2 separate regions of the Mus musculus genome follow, and region 1 is linked to region 2. Evidence: chromatin contacts called from public Hi-C data. All regions are on one chromosome and are shown on one strand. The core of a region is the stretch at or near the end of the contact, and the rest is flanking DNA. Distances in the headings are between cores, read along the strand shown. Region 1 overlaps Gm32348 (a long non-coding RNA gene). Region 2 overlaps Tmed10 (transmembrane p24 trafficking protein 10).

The links. A called contact is a pair of places that touch in the nucleus more often than the background predicts.
Region 1: a contact with region 2 is called in a Hi-C map of bone marrow-derived macrophages, with 29 read pairs. The contact joins two enhancer-like sites. A contact is called at or near these places in 1 of 39 promoter capture datasets (pre-B cells), 1 of 484 Hi-C or Micro-C datasets (bone marrow-derived macrophages), 2 of 115 datasets of contacts at active chromatin or transcription factors (embryonic forebrain and microglia) and 3 of 9 other capture datasets (adipose tissue, liver and pancreatic islet).

The regions. Positions count from the first base shown.
Region 1 is chr12:85,573,580-85,576,574 of GRCm38.p6, forward strand. The region is part of intron 1 of Gm32348 (a long non-coding RNA gene); the gene reads left to right. Among named protein-coding and RNA genes, the nearest start is that of Gm32348, 5.3 kb to the left of the region's middle. Within about 2 kb of position 1,387, at least 31 of the 459 cell types and tissues checked have an H3K27ac peak or open chromatin away from gene starts, as enhancers often do. A contact at or near this core is called in bone marrow-derived macrophages, where this site is marked.
Region 2 is chr12:85,364,917-85,368,072 of GRCm38.p6, forward strand. All of the region lies in intron 1 of Tmed10 (transmembrane p24 trafficking protein 10), which reads right to left. Among named protein-coding and RNA genes, the nearest start is that of Tmed10, 8.2 kb to the right of the region's middle. Within about 2 kb of position 1,730, at least 89 of the 459 cell types and tissues checked have an H3K27ac peak or open chromatin away from gene starts, as enhancers often do. A contact at or near this core is called in bone marrow-derived macrophages, where this site is marked.

The sequences.
Region 1 (2,995 bases), core at 137-2,636, 210 kb after region 2:
GCTAAGAACTTTCCAAGAAAGACTCTGTCACTGCCTCCTCTGATCCCATCCTCCCATTTTTCAATCCCTTTAAAAGTTTGTTTCAGCCGGGCGTGGTGGCACACGCCTTTAATCCTAGTACTCGGGAGACAGAGGCAGGCGGATTTCTGAGTTCGAGGCCAGCCTGGTCTACAAAGTGAGTTCCAGGACAGCCAGGGCTACACAGAGAAACCCTGTCTCAAAAAACCAAAAAGCTTGTTTCATTTTACTTTTGAGATTACAGTATAATTACATTTCTGCCTTCCCTTTCCCCCTCTGAAGCCTTCTGTACACACCTCTCCACTGGCCTGCAAACTCATGGCCTCTTTTTTTATTATTGCATGTATGTGTATTCCTAAATATAACCAGCTCAGATCCTATCATGTCACTCAAATGCATGTTTTCAGGGGTGCCCACTTGACACTGGTCATCCAGTTGGTGTGCTCTTCTTTGGGGAGGACCACCTCTCCTGCTCCCACCTTTCCCGAGTTGCTTAGAGTTCCTTGTTTAGCACTGAGGCCTCATGGGCTTTTCTCCATCTACTGTGGCATGCCCACTGGTGTCCTCCTTGTTTGGCTTACATGTGGGTAGCCCCGCTGGTGAGATTTTATGGCTTGAGGGCTTCGGATGTTGCTAGGAGACACAATCTCACAGTAAACTCTGGTCCTCTGGCTCTGACAATCTTTCCCCCTCTTCGTCTTCAAGGTTCCCTGAGCTTTACGTGCAAGAATGTTTTGTAGACGTATCCACTGGGACTGGGCCATTCTGCATGCTGATTGGTTGTTGTTTTCTGTAATGGCCGCCATCTGTAGCAAAGAGAAGTTTCCTTGGTGTGGAGACCACACTTATCTGCGGACATAAGGACAAACGTTTATAGATTGTTGTTAGGGAGGATGCTGGGTTAGTAAATTAGCGATTGTAGATTCTCCTCCAATAGCCATGACTTCACAAGACTGAGTAGTTAGCTAGGTCTCCAGTACCAGGCATGGTCTCCCTCTTGCTAAGCAAGCCGTAAGTCCAATTTGAGAGCTGTTGGTTACCACCACGGTATGTGTGTCACGGTATGTGTGTCACACTATGTGTGCCCCTGTAGGGTTATCAGGCCATGCTGGTCATTGATGTGGTTCATAGGCAACATAGCTGCCTAGGTCACCTCCCTCCTTTGGAAGTTTTCATGCTGCTTTCTGGTGCTATGAAAGCCAGTCCTCAAGGAAGGGACATTCAGCGACCCCATTTTTCTTTCATAAAAGAGTTTCTAATTTGTAGCTGGGTGCTTGGCTATCTTGATCACAGCTCATATTCCTCAGACCTCTTTCTCTGTTAGGGGCCAAGTCAACCACTGAGCTGTAAGCAGTGTCTACACATTCCAGGAAGTAGATAGTGGGTGAGTTCATTACTCAGCTTTTCACTGTAACCCAATACGTGCGAGCTTATCTCGGGAGGAGGAAGGATTCATTTGGCTTTTGGTTTCAGATGGTAGAATTCATCTTGATGGAAAAGGTGTGGCTCACTAGAGATTGCCGAGCTGACAATCTCTCCCATCCTGGCTAGCCAGAAGCCAGGCTGAGTCTCACCCTTAAGGCCTGGGCCCTAGCAACTCACTTCTGCCATGCAAGTCTTACCTCTTTAAAGTTCTACAACCACCAAAACTACCACCATACAGGTGTTCAAACACGAGTGTGTGGGACTCATTTCCCATCCAACCTTATTCTCTTTCCAGTGGCTGGGACATGGGTGTGGTGGCAGATCTCAAGCAGGCTCTTGGCAGTGTGCACACACATAGCTCAGTGAAGGAGCAGATTGTGAACAGCCATGCACTATTTGTTTTTAACACTTGCAAAATAAATGTGTATTTTGTTTACACTACAGTTATCTAACATTTTTTGACCCAGAGCAAAACACAAACTTGAATGGCATATTTATTTTCTCAATCTCTCTTACTGCTAAGAAAGGACACGAAACCAAGTTCAATTAAAGGAAGCCTTCTTGCCCAGGGCAGTCTTAGCAGGAAGCTCAAGTTCCTGAGACAGCGGTGGTGACATCCAGTGTGGAGTGTGGTTGAGGCAAGATCTAGGCTTTGTTGGCAGCACTGGGACCTCGCTGAGTGCTATATTTAGTGGTATGGCTCCCACTACTGTCCTCCTGTTCACCCAACGATTCTGTGACCTAATATTCTGCTAATAAATTCTGCCACTCAGTCATCAATGTAGTCTTAGCCCCTGTCAAAAGACTTTTTAATAAAAGTTCCCAAGGCAGTTAGTTGGCTCTGCCATCAAATTAGTCACTGAATAAAATGTGTTAAAAGTCTATGTGAGGCATGAGTCCCATCTAAAAGTCAGAATTTTCTCACACCTTTGTTTCTATAGATACTTCTGGGACAGAACGAGGTTCTTTGAAATAGCTGGTATCTCCTGTTGTACGGAAGTGTGCCATCTGCTTGCAGAAGCCTTGATATTTGGGGGCCGACCAGGACCAAATTAAACACAGCATAGGAGTTTGTCAGAAGCACACCCGAAGGGCAGGGATACTTCATTTGTCCTAGAGTGATTTACACAAAAAACCTCAGCTCTTTAAAACTTTGTCAGGAATGAGGAAAAAGACAAAAACCAACAAGAACCAGGGTGGGGTAGAGAAGGAAAGAAAAAAAAATCAAGAAAAACCTCAAACCAAATGAACACACAACCAACAGCGCTCAAAGAAAAACAATACACAAAAAGATTGTTCACAGCCAACACAAACGCTGCAGAACACACCCTAGTTTATGGACTTGCTGGCTGGCAGGCAGGCCATTCCCAACTTGGAGGGACTTCTTAATCCCCTTAGAAGGAGAAGGAGCAAAGACGGCTGCGGTCCCCTCCACCAGGAGCCAGAAGACACTTCTTAGTTTGTTCCAAAGGCAGAGATGGAAGTGGAAGGGCCAGCAGTCAGGACAGGTGGCATCTGAGCCCGCTTAGTGCAGTGAGAACAGCATTGTGCT
Region 2 (3,156 bases), core at 480-2,979:
GAATGTGGGTTTTAATCTGATAAGGAATAAATTACAAGAATTATCCAACAGGAAGCTATATCTACTGGCTCATGCCTGTAATTCTAGCACTTGTGAGGCAGATGATCGATTCTGAGACCAGCTTCAGAGTACAGTGAGTACCAAGGTGCGTGCACACGTGCGCGCGCACACACAAACACACACACACACGCACGCACGCACGCACACACACACACAATAATCTATAATCTATTATTAATTAATTATTAATTATAATCTAATATTAATTAATTATTATTATTAATCTAGTAATCTATACCCACAATTCTAACATTTGGGAAACAGAGAGGAAGAACAGAAGAGTTACCTCCAGCTACATAGCAATTCTGAGCCTAGCTTAGGCTATCATCTTAAGTTGGGAGTGGTGGTGGGGGTGCAGTTAGGTAGAGTATTCTAGACCATCTAGTTCAACTTCCTACACAAAGAAACATATAAACCACAAGTTGCCACTGTATCTAACGGAGAACACTAACAGAATTTATTGATCTTTCTTTCCTTTCTTTCTGTCTGTCTGTTGTTTTTTGTTTTGTTTTGTTTTTTAGAGACAGGATTTCTCTGTATAGCCCTGGCTGTCCTGGAACTCACTCTGTAGACCAGCCTGGCCTCGAACTCAGAAATCTGCCTGCCTCTGCCTCCTGAGTGCTGGGACTAAAGGGGTGCACCACCACTGCCCGGCTGATCTTTCTTTTCTTTTGTAAAATTTATTTTTATTTTTAATTATGTATGTCTGTGTAGAGGTGCAGGTGTCTCCAGAACTACAGTTACAGGAGGTTGTAAACCACACAGTAGGGTGCTAGGAAACAAACTCAAGTTCTTTGAAAGTAGTGCATGCTGATTCATACATATCCACTTAGCCATCTCTCTAGCCTCTACCTGAGTTTTCAGTCAAGAGCAAATACAAAGTCGATCAACTGCATTTCTTAAGTCAGAAGATCATATAGATTATACTGAGAATAAAGCCAAACTTACACAGCAAGCAGCATTCAACACTAAATTCTTTCAAATTTCCCACCCAACTCAGCGATGGCACAGTACAATATGCCCATACTGCTTAAGCTAATATGATCAAGGACAGGGTTTTTGTACATCTTTTGAGATGCAGAAATGGAAACTTCCAAGCACTGTGGGATAGCAGGCAGATGCTCTCTTCCTCCTCCTATCAGCATCTGCTGCATTAACTTATCACAGGCAATAGTCAGGTTTGACTGGAAAACAGGGAAGAAGGGAGGGAGGAATGAGAGTGAAGGACCAGTCGCTGCCCCAACAAAACTTCTGTGGGGGTGAAGCCAGATCAAATGTTTTTTTTCATACTGTTCCAGAGTTATTTACGGTAAAAACCTCCAGCATGGCCCTTTTAGGCACAAACAAAGCCTTGTTCTCTTTCAACAACTAGTCCCTTGACTTCCCACACATTATGTTGAACAATGAAGTTGGGGCGCAGGATAAAGCAGATGACATCAACCTCCCTCAAGTCTGAGGCTTGTTTGGGAGCCCAAATTCTGGTCTGTGTCCAGCTGGATGACTTCACAGAGGGCCCTACTGTCCAGGCTGCAGGCTGTGCATAAATCTGGGGGCTGTGGCTTAGCATCACCCACCAGTCAGCAACTGACAGAGTCACTGCACCCCTTCCGGTCACTTTTATAATTTGCTCTACTTCCTAAAAGCTGGACTCTGTCCTCAGAAGTTATCACTGATTTCAAAATCTAAGCAGTCCCCTTTGCTAGATGAGTTAGGAGATGCGAAGCTACAGACAACCGGCCACTGTGTAAGAGTTCAATGGAGAAACACTAACCTTTAACTCTCATGACGGAAGAAACACGAGGTCAGGCCTTAATAAAAGCTAGAAGATTTGTATGTAATACAAAAAGAAACTAGACTGTAATGTGATCCTATGCTAATGTACAGTTGGTCTTCTGTAGTAAACCACCTCATTACTGGTCTGGTTTTAATCTTAATCCACTGATAACAGTAACATTATAAATATCAATTTAAAAGGGCCATATTTTCACTAAAAGAAAAAGGTGAGCCCAAGTAAGAATTCCGTGGAAGTGACTAATAAAAGAGCGGTTTTTCTGAGAAATAAGCAACAAGTATTCTATTATTTTCCCTCTAGTGCACAGAAATGTTCTCAATATAGACACCAGGAGTATAATCATTTCCTAAGAACCTGGAAACTGTATTACATGTATCTCTTCACATTGTCCAGCATGGGTGTTCTGCAGTCCCTACACTTAGGCCCATCAGTTCCTATGACAGTTCTTATTAGGACCTAAAGCAGCAGGGTGACATGGCTATTTCTATGAATGGGGACACTTCCAGCCTCAAATGTGGGTAGCAAAGCCTTCACAACCTATTACTAGGGATGGGTCAGCACAACTCATGCTGTGCAGTGAATGGGGAGGAGTGGAGAGGTGCAGCTGGACACCTCCAACACAGAGTGTGTCTGAAAGACGAGCCTTTGCGTGAGAAGCCCACGCGCACCCTGGCTAGCTATCCAGGTGACTTCCTGACCACTTAAATATCCTTCATCCCTCCAGTCACTTCCTCCTTACTTTTCACTACGGAGAACCACTTTTTTTCACTTTATGTTTTATCTTTGTTATTTCCACTACAACTCATAAACCAGGTAGGGCAATTACTAAATAGTAAAAAAAATTTTTGTTGTTGTTGTTGTTTTGTTTTGTTTTGTTTTTTTTTTTTTGGCTTTTCGAGACAGGGTTTCTCTGTGTAGTCCTGGCTGTCCTGGAACTCACTCTGTAGACCAGGCTGGCCTCGAACTCAGAAATCCGCCTGCCTCTGCCTCCCGAGTGCTGGGATCAAAAGCGTGCGCCACCACGCCCGGCATAAAGAAATATTTTTAAACAAGTAGAAGAATCACAAACAGAATACTCAGAACCCCTTTCATTAAAACATTCCATATCACTGGGCAGTGGTGGCCCTCGCCTTTAATCCCAGCACTCAAGAGGCAGAGGCAGAGGAAGATGGATCTCTATGAGTCTGAGGCCAGCCTGGTCTACAGAGTGAGTTCCAGGACAGCCAGGGCTACATAGTGAGACCCTGTCTCAAAAACAAAAAACAAAAAAACACAAACAAACAAACAACAAAAAACAAAAACCA